3 separate regions of the Mus musculus genome follow, and regions 2 and 3 are each linked to region 1. A link is a contact called in public HiChIP or PLAC-seq and promoter capture Hi-C data. All regions are on one chromosome and are shown on one strand. Each heading gives the region's core, a stretch centred on a gene start, on an enhancer-like site or on the middle of the called end of the contact. The rest is flanking DNA. Distances are from core to core; before and after follow the strand shown. Region 1 holds the start of Tmeff2 (transmembrane protein with EGF-like and two follistatin-like domains 2). Region 2 overlaps 9330175M20Rik (RIKEN cDNA 9330175M20 gene). Region 3 holds the start of Cavin2 (caveolae associated 2).

What was found. Promoter capture Hi-C pulls out the DNA fragments that hold promoters and counts their contacts. HiChIP or PLAC-seq counts read pairs in DNA pulled down with a chosen protein or histone mark.
Region 2: a contact with region 1 is called in an H3K4me3 HiChIP or PLAC-seq map of forebrain, with 4 times the contacts expected there. The contact joins the enhancer-like site here to the promoter of Tmeff2 in region 1. A contact is called at or near these places in 1 of 484 Hi-C or Micro-C datasets (cortical neurons), 5 of 115 datasets of contacts at active chromatin or transcription factors (astrocytes, embryonic stem cells and forebrain) and 1 of 9 other capture datasets (liver).
Region 3: a promoter capture Hi-C map of embryonic stem cells shows a contact between it and region 1, with 6 times the contacts expected there. The contact joins the promoter of Cavin2 here to the promoter of Tmeff2 in region 1. A contact is called at or near these places in 9 of 39 promoter capture datasets (3T3-L1-derived adipocytes, the C10 cell line, cranial neural crest and 6 more), 2 of 484 Hi-C or Micro-C datasets (the N1E-115 cell line and uterus), 8 of 115 datasets of contacts at active chromatin or transcription factors (astrocytes, embryonic hindbrain, embryonic stem cells and 3 more) and 4 of 9 other capture datasets (adipose tissue, embryonic stem cells, liver and 1 more).

What each region holds. Positions count from the first base shown.
Region 1 is chr1:50,926,181-50,928,880 of GRCm38.p6, reverse strand. Tmeff2 (transmembrane protein with EGF-like and two follistatin-like domains 2) reads right to left here and starts at 1,358. Exons shown (of 10, transcript NM_019790.4): 1 at 762-1,358. The coding sequence starts at 933.
Region 2 is chr1:51,265,951-51,268,650 of GRCm38.p6, reverse strand. The region is part of intron 2 of 9330175M20Rik (RIKEN cDNA 9330175M20 gene); the gene reads left to right. Among named protein-coding and RNA genes, the nearest start is that of Cavin2, 22 kb to the left of the region's middle. Within about 2 kb of position 1,415, at least 61 of the 459 cell types and tissues checked have an H3K27ac peak or open chromatin away from gene starts, as enhancers often do. A contact at or near this core is called in cortical neurons and forebrain, where this site is marked.
Region 3 is chr1:51,287,784-51,290,483 of GRCm38.p6, reverse strand. Cavin2 (caveolae associated 2) reads right to left here and starts at 1,358. Exons shown (of 2, transcript NM_138741.1): 1 at 616-1,358. The coding sequence starts at 1,098. The region is part of intron 2 of 9330175M20Rik (RIKEN cDNA 9330175M20 gene); the gene reads left to right.

The sequences.
Region 1 (2,700 bases), core at 109-2,608:
GGGTGAAAGGAGAGAAGAAAAGGGAGGGAGAGGGAGCGCTAGAGAGAGCAAAAGAGAGAGCTAGGGAGGTATAGACAGAACAAGCTAGAGGAGAAAAGAGAAAGAAAAGGGGGAGGAAGAGGAGAGGGGAGGAGAGGAGAGGAGAAGGGAGGGCAGGGGAGGGGAGGGGAGGGGAGGAGAGGAGAGGAGAGGAGGAAGAGAGAGAGAGAGAGAGAGAGAGAGAGAGAGAGAGAGAGAGAGAGAGAGAGAGAGAGAGAGAGACTCCGTTCCTGGAAACTTGCCTCCTTAGAATTATCTGTGGCCCAGTGCTGACTAGAAAACCCCTGCATTCAGAAGCATTTTCGGCAGCCTTAACAGTTTCCCTGCAGTCATCATTTGATTTATTGCTTTCTTGATTGTTCTTTCTCATAAAGTTATTTTTCGCACATCCAGGCTAGACTCTTTTATTTTTATTTTTATTTTTTTTAATGATGGGAAATGTTCTGCGTTAGTGTTTTCCCCCAGGATGGAGAACTACCTCTGTAGTATTTCTCTAAATCCTCCGATTTGAAAGGGGCAAACATCTATGGTTCCCCACACCTGTACTTTGTTCCTATCCCAGCACGCCCAGCCTTAGCTGAAGCAGTTCTCAATGTTTCTCAGGATTGAGGTGGGAAGTTCTGGGTTTCAGGCAGTGGCTGGGCAGACATATGAGAGTAGACAGGTCTGTGCGGGTTCCGCGCTTGGAGAAGTGAAGTAGAGGGCTGAGGGTCTGGACTTACCGGAGCAGTTCCAGCCGGTGGGCGTTTGGCAGTCACTTAAGGAGGTAGGGAAAGCAGCGAGTTTTACCGGGCGGGCTATGATAAGCAGCGTCACGGGCAGCAGCAGCAGCCAGCAGAAGCCCTCGCAAAGTGTCCAGCTGCTGCACTGCCGCGGGGACTCCCACAGCACCATGACTACTTCGCGCAACTCTGCAGCAACCAAAGGCTTCTGAAGAACACGGGATCGCAGGGGCCACGCAGCGGGCTACTGAGCATCCCGCGGACCGCGGCAGCAGAGGAGGGGGCGGCGGCAGGGACAGCCGGCGGTGATACTGCGACCAAAGGAGAGCATGATCTCCGGAGTTTCAGCAACATCCAGTGACCGGGCTCAGCCTGCGGAGTGAGAGGATAGTCCGCTGAGAAGCTGCGCCCCCGATGCAAGGAGCTGCTGCCATAAGGAACAGGGTCGGGGCAAAGGAGGAGCAGGAGACAGAAACCAGGGTGCGGAGAGGAGGCGGCCAATCGGCCGAAGAGAAGAGCGCGACCAGACTGGGTGGAGGGACAGTCACAGCGCCCCGCAGCCCAGCCGCCGCCTCTCGCGCTCTGCCGCCCGCATCCCTCTGGCGTTTGGGAAGCAGCAGGTCCTTAGCCCGCCCGGGGTCACGTGGGAAGCGGCAGTCGGACTCTGATTGGCGGAGCGCGATGCAGGTCCCGGGAGGGAGGGGTCGGTGAGGAGGTGCAAGGAGGAGGCGGCCACTGATGCCACAGATGGGCTAGTTCTCTAGGCTCTAACCCGAGTGGGTCTAGGCGGGATGGCTCCTGGGAGAAGCTCAGGCTTCAGGGCGGCTACTCCCACGTTCTTTCTCCCACTTGCCTGGCTTCTCTGCTCCATGACGCCCCCTACTGTGTGCGAGGTCCAGGCTCGCGCCTCTCTTCTGTGCGTGACCCCGGGCTGACAGCACCCGCTGCGGCTGGGTGGCCTTGTCTTCCAGCTGGATGTGGTGGGGGCGGAGTAGGTGGAGGACCCGCAGCCACAGGGCAATAGGGGAAGCGGGTAGGGAGCAGAGGGCGTCCCGTTGGCGCCGCCGGTCCGGGAAAGAGATCCAGGCTGGGCATGTCCTGGTAGCTTAAGAAGCATTAGGATGCTTCTCTAGGCGGTGGCAGAGAAAAGAGGGCAAGAGGCGGCAGTGCGAGAGCCAAAAGACTCTGGTGGCTTAAAGCAGCAGCAGCAGCTAGCTCCCCGAGCAAGCCCGACAGTGCTCGCCAGGCTGGAGCAGCCAGTTTCGCTGGCTCTCCCCATTCTCCCTGTGCCTCCTATCCCTTCCAGGCTCTCCGCAGCTCAGCCTGCTAGATTTGATTCTCTTTCCCTGGAGCTCTTTGGTAAGGTACAGACCGGAACCTATTTGTGGGGCTGTCTAAAAGGTTCAACAAAATGTTGTTGGAAGGTCAATTTTGGTCTGGACAGGAGGCCGGAGGAGCAGCGAGAGACTTCTCTGAATCCAAGCTGAGAATGGGTTACAGGGCGAATCCACAGAGAAGCGGCATCCCGGAGGAGAGCTTGGAGTGATTGGGCGTTAGACTTGGGCGTTTTACACCTTGTCTGTGGATCCCCAGCTACCTGGGAGAGGCAAGGGAGCCTAGCCCGGCAGGAGTCACTACCTCCGCTTGGTTCTCCTTAGCCCCAGCAGAAACAGCAGAGAGATATCAGCCTTCCTTCTGCTGCACTCCACGCAGTTAGACACACTCTTTAGCTTAATGGCATGTTAGTTCTCAGGGCCCAGAGCTTTTTGGGACATAGATGGAGAGAAGAGTCTGTCTCCTACGACTCAGGTCACTACTGCAGTCACAGGGTTCTTGGTGCCTTGCACCAAAGAGGTTTCCTTTTGCGTTTGTATCATTCAGTTATTTATGGTATTTTTTCATTCACATTATACATATATACTCCTGCTCTATTTCTCTT
Region 2 (2,700 bases), core at 166-2,665, 340 kb before region 1:
TTGAACATATGTGATAAAATGCAGGCAAGATTCTATACTTACCACTGAACCACAAGTAGCTTAGTACTTTGCCTGTGGGATCAGCCATTCACATTATACAGGGAGTAGAGTGCCTCCTGAGAGAGTCAAAGTTATGCTGCAGGCTGGCCTGTCAAACAAGAGAAGTTTTGCAAGGCCTCTCTTAAAACATGCCTGGAAGAAACCTTCTATGCTTCTACACATTCCAAATGTGACACACCTTTCATCTGGAGCTGGGCTGTGTCACCAGTGCAGTCATACAGCCATCACAATGCCAGTTTCCCTGAGTAGTGTGTTCACAGTGCCTGCCAGAGTCACCGCGTTCATTGATTTTTCTCAAAACAAGACTCCAAAGCAGCTAAGGAAATAAAGTAAGACAAACAAATGAACTGAGAGGAAGCCCATGGTCCCATTTCCAGGAGTAGCAAGCAGTTCATCACTCTATTCAATAGTAAGAAGAAGGAGTTTATGCATAGACTCTAGACAAACTAGGGAGAATTGATTGCCATTGCTTAGGAGACTTGGAAGGTAAATACTTAAGCTTGGATTTGAAATGTCTGTTAACATACACATAATCCATGCTACTCCGTGTCCTGTGCAGATGTGCCTATGTGTGCTTTATGAATAGGAGGTGCCAGCTGTGGGTCGGGAGAATGTGAAATATTCCCAGGCGCCAGTACCCATAATCTCTCAGATGCTTTATAAATGCATGAAATGCTTCTTGGGCTGTTTTTTTTTTTTTTTTTTTTTTTTTTTTTTTTTTTTTTAAGTCTCTGAAATAGCCAAAGCTGTTGTAAAATCACAGGGAGCCAGACAGCTTACAGTCAACAGCAAATCAAAGGGGACTCCTCTGTGTCAGTTTTTACTAATAGCCATGGGGGGAATGTATTGAATCTGCCAAATCTGTATTTGATATCCTGTTACCAAAACCTGCCTGCATAATAAACTTCTGCCTTTCTACCCTTTATTTCGCCACCTCATGGCCACATTAGAGGTTGGTAAACCCCTCAGGACAGGAGATGGCTTTCAGCATAGGCTGGAGCAGTTCACAGAGCACACTTGATCTGTGTTCCTCCTTAGAGTCCCAACATACTGAGTCCTGACATCAGAAGTGATTTCTGTCAGTTCTAATGTGCCTGAGAAATTTCTTTCAAGGCAGTTTCCTCTTCTAACACATCCCTGGGGAAGTTCCCTTGGGGGCCGTGAGGCAACAGTGGAATGTGACTATGATAAGGCATTACCATGCTTAGGAGTTCTGTATGAAAAGCAGCGCACTGCATCTGTTGTTTTCCTTATTTAGGGTTCATTTCACACTGAATGATACTGGAACACTACCCAGGACTCTGCCTTGACTCCCCTGCAGTCTTGTTCTTCCTCCTCAATGACGGCAGATCCCGAAACACTTAGTGACATATGGCAGCCTTGCTGAAGAATACTGAATGCCATGCATTTGCTTTCGGGCTCTGAAGTGCTGCTTTCCATTTTGGGCATCATATTTCTTAAAGTGATACTGACCAAGTGGAACTCTCTGTGTCTGGAATCCCGTTCGGGAACAGGGTAGGTCGAACCCTAGTCTCTGAACAACTAGTACATCCACAGCAGGGGGCCAAAGGGATGGATGCGTAGCAGCATTTCAGGAGAAACTATTCAAAGAAATGGGAGGTGTTCAAGCCTAAAATGGTCAATTATTATTATTGTGTTTTAGAAGGAGGTCATAGCCATAATTCAAGTGTTTGAGAAGTTGCCAAATATGAATGCAGTTTATTTCTACAGTTTCAAAGGTAAACAGATTTTCACTCTATATAAAGCAGATTGTTCTGCTAGAAACAGCTATGTCATGACAAAACATATGTACACAAGAAACACACAAACAAGCTAACAAAACAACAACAACAAGAAACAAGCTCCTGTAGATTTAGAGACCTCCTGCACAGTCTGTATACTCTTTCCTTTCCCCATTTCTAACCTGGGAATCAACTCTGAGGCCAAAGGCATGATAGATAAGTGTTCTACTATCAACTATACTCCCAGCCTCTGTAATTTTGTGAATTAAAAATTTCTTGCTTAACTAGGCATGGTGACATACCTCTTTAATCACAGTACTCAGGAAGCAGAAGCAGACAGGTCTCTGAGTTTGGGCCAGCCTGATCTACAGAGCACGTTCCAGTACAGCCAGGGATACACAGAGCAAACCTGCACTGAAAAAACAAAATAACTTTTTGCTCAATTTTCATTTTGACAGAGAATTGACAAAAGGCTTGGGGGAAATCTCTTTTTCCATGAGCATACTAAGGTATCCTGCCTTCTTAATAATGGTGGCCTTACTGTGTTTAGGGCCACAGTCTTAAATGGAGGAAAGCTCACAACAGCAGCTAAGCATCCTGCTCCTTATCATAGCCTGTACAACTGTTGAAGGTCTGGCTGAGGTTGGATATTACTCTGCTTGCTTAAGAGCTAATCTCTCAGTTTTCCTGCCATGAATGGAATGCTATTTCCTCTGATAACAATGTTCTGCTTTCTCTTGGGAACCACACCTCTCTCCTGCCAGTCCTCTTGTCAAGGATCCTAGTCTTTGTCAGGCACGCTGGAGTGGGAACGCACTAAGGCTTGGTCAGTCCCCTCAGTCTTGGAATCTGAGTGTTGAGTGTTATCCTAGAAGTACAGAGCAAGGGTGGGGGCTGT
Region 3 (2,700 bases), core at 109-2,608, 360 kb before region 1:
TGTCTGTAAGGAGCTATACTTTGCTTCCCACATTTATTGGCATCATTTTCTAGAGACAAACTAGAGATTGCTTTGACAAAAGATGACTTCAAGAACAAGACTAGTTCAACTTTCCATTCTGGTAATTTCCCAAACACCAGGGGCCCTTGGAAAAAGGATGGTTTAAAGGTTGTGTGTGTCTTGGTCAGAGCAAAAGAAAACAAATCCTTCACACAGTTACCTCACTTCCACTAAGAGTTAATAAACAGCCACTGGATTAATTTGCCCTGTCCAGCTAACAGCTGCAATCGCAGCCGCAAGTTCCTAATGAAAAGAGACAAATGAATTTGACTAGAGTGGGTGCCCGCACCTGCTCAGTTTCTCACCCTTAACCAAGTGCATCTAGGTGTTCACTGACAAATGTCCCCAGCTTGCCAGGCACACAGGCATTGCCTGAAGGATGGGGGAGATTCCAATCCTTATGGCCACATTTCACAGTTGCCTGCAGCAGGCAGCTAGAAGACAAAGCTTTGTGTGTGAGAGAGAAGCTTGACTGGCAGGGCAGATGGGAAGATGGCCTTGAAAGCTCGGAGGACTGAGCTCAAGTAGGTGGAGGGGTATGCTGGGGACACTGACCTGGAAGATGAGCACTTTGAAGTGGTTGCGTCGGAGGAGTTGGGCGTGGTTGTTCTCCAGTCTCTTCACCTGGACACACTGCCTCTCGAGGCGCTCCCGGACAGCCCGCGTGTGAGCGCTGACCTTGCGAGACTTCTCTAGCAGCTTGCTCACTGTGTTGCTGGTGGAGGCCTGGTACTTGGAGAGCTTGGTGAGGTCGTTCTGGATGCCCTTCACCGAGCCCTCCAGGTTGATCTGACGCTGTTCCATGTTGTGCTGGTTCTCCCTCACGGCGTCCAGCATGTTGACCAATTTATCCAGGAGTGTGTGCACGGTGACAGCATTCACCTGCGAGTTGTCTCGGATGGCCTCCTCTGTGGACCCCAGGTTCAGGCTGGGGCTCGGTGTGGAGGAAGGCATTGGGCTGGGGCTGGATGGCTTCTCCTGGAGCATGTCTGTGTTTGGATGCTGGAACTTTTCTGCCTGTGCAGCGTCCTCTCCCATGGCTGGGCAGCTAGAAACTTACTTCCCCGCTGGAAACTTCTTGCTCAAGCTAGAAGCACAGGAGGCTGGTTGGTCTGAAGTGAGCACTGCTCTCTAGGGCTAGCAGAGGTTTTGAATAACTGGCTAAGCTGATCAGGGGAACTGCATTCCAGTTGCTCTTAAAGGACCTGCTCCACCCAGTGGAAGGCAAAGGTTACAGGACCCACTCAGGGTTCAGTGACAAGCACACACTTCCTAGCCACACTCCGCACAAGCCCGAGTTCTTTTCTGCAGTGGCTTTTCTTTCCTACACCCCTTCCCTTAAAAAAAAAAAAAGTTCAATGCCATATTTCAATCATGAGTTCATTTAGAGGCGGAGAGAAACATGTTAACTTGGCAGAGCTCCCCAGCCTCTGATTGGCTAAATCTAGTAAACTTTTCTCTGGCTGCTATGTTACAGAGCGCCTGTTTTTTTTCCTGGATACAAGTTATTGTAACAGAAAGGAATTGTTTGCTCTTGCCCCAGAGCTGACTGATAGGTTGCAGAACACCGAGTGCCCTTTAGGGGAGGCGCCGAGTTGAAAGGGTCTGTGACGCCAGGGCCAGGTTCGTGCTATTAGTTTCTCATTTGCAAAGCACAGGAGATTATTCTGAAACTGACAAGGAACTCAGCTTGGTGTCCTGTCCTCTTGCAAGATGGCATGCAATCCAACTTGAAAGAGCTTAGACTCAGGGATGTCAAAGCAAGTGGTGTTGCATACTGTGAACTGTTCTGTAAGAGATGGAAATCTCTTAAATGAATGCTTTCTTAGAAGATGGAAGGCAGAGACCCTCTCCTCAAGTAGTCCCTTTGGAGAAAAAAAAGTGCTGGTTTGTTTCCAGTAATTCTGAATTCATGCAGAGCATTTCTCAGTCCCCATCTTTGCGAGGCATTTATTGACACAGGTCCAGAAGTGTGACTGCAAGCCAGGTTGAGTTGGAGTGGTTCTAACGCTTGACATTTCCAGGTTCTTGCTCAGTGAAGTGGCACACCTGTTCTCACATGTGGCCCTCCTTAGCCGGGCCCTTGGGATGTGGGACTCACTTCCTAAAATGACTTTACATGCTTGAATTGGTCTTAAATGTATCCAGATTGTGAAAGTGCTTTTGGCTGAAGGTTTGTGACAGGCATGCCATGAAGGATTTCAAGAACAAATGTCAGCTAGTACTGGGTCAGGAACTGATCGTGGGACATTGCCTTAACGGCAATACCTCTGTGTATGCCGAAGAAACAGTAGATCTTATGGTGGTATATTCATTGGTTGCCTTACACTTAGTCATATGTAACATTCACAGAGCATGTGCCAGGTCCCTCACTGAGTACCTGCTCATTAGGAAGATGCATTAAAGACATTATAGAGGCTCCCAGTTTCCTCAGATAATTGGTAGATAACACTTAAAGTGAGACCTTTAGGAACCAAGATTACAAAATGCCAAAAGAAGATTTGATTGCTTGTACCTTTTAAGAATTTTTTTAAAAAGTTTCTCAAACAAACAACTTATATTTTGTGTATTTTAGTTGGACACTGATGTGTTAAATATTAAAAGCAAAAACCATGAATCTGGTGTTGATTTTCAGAAGCT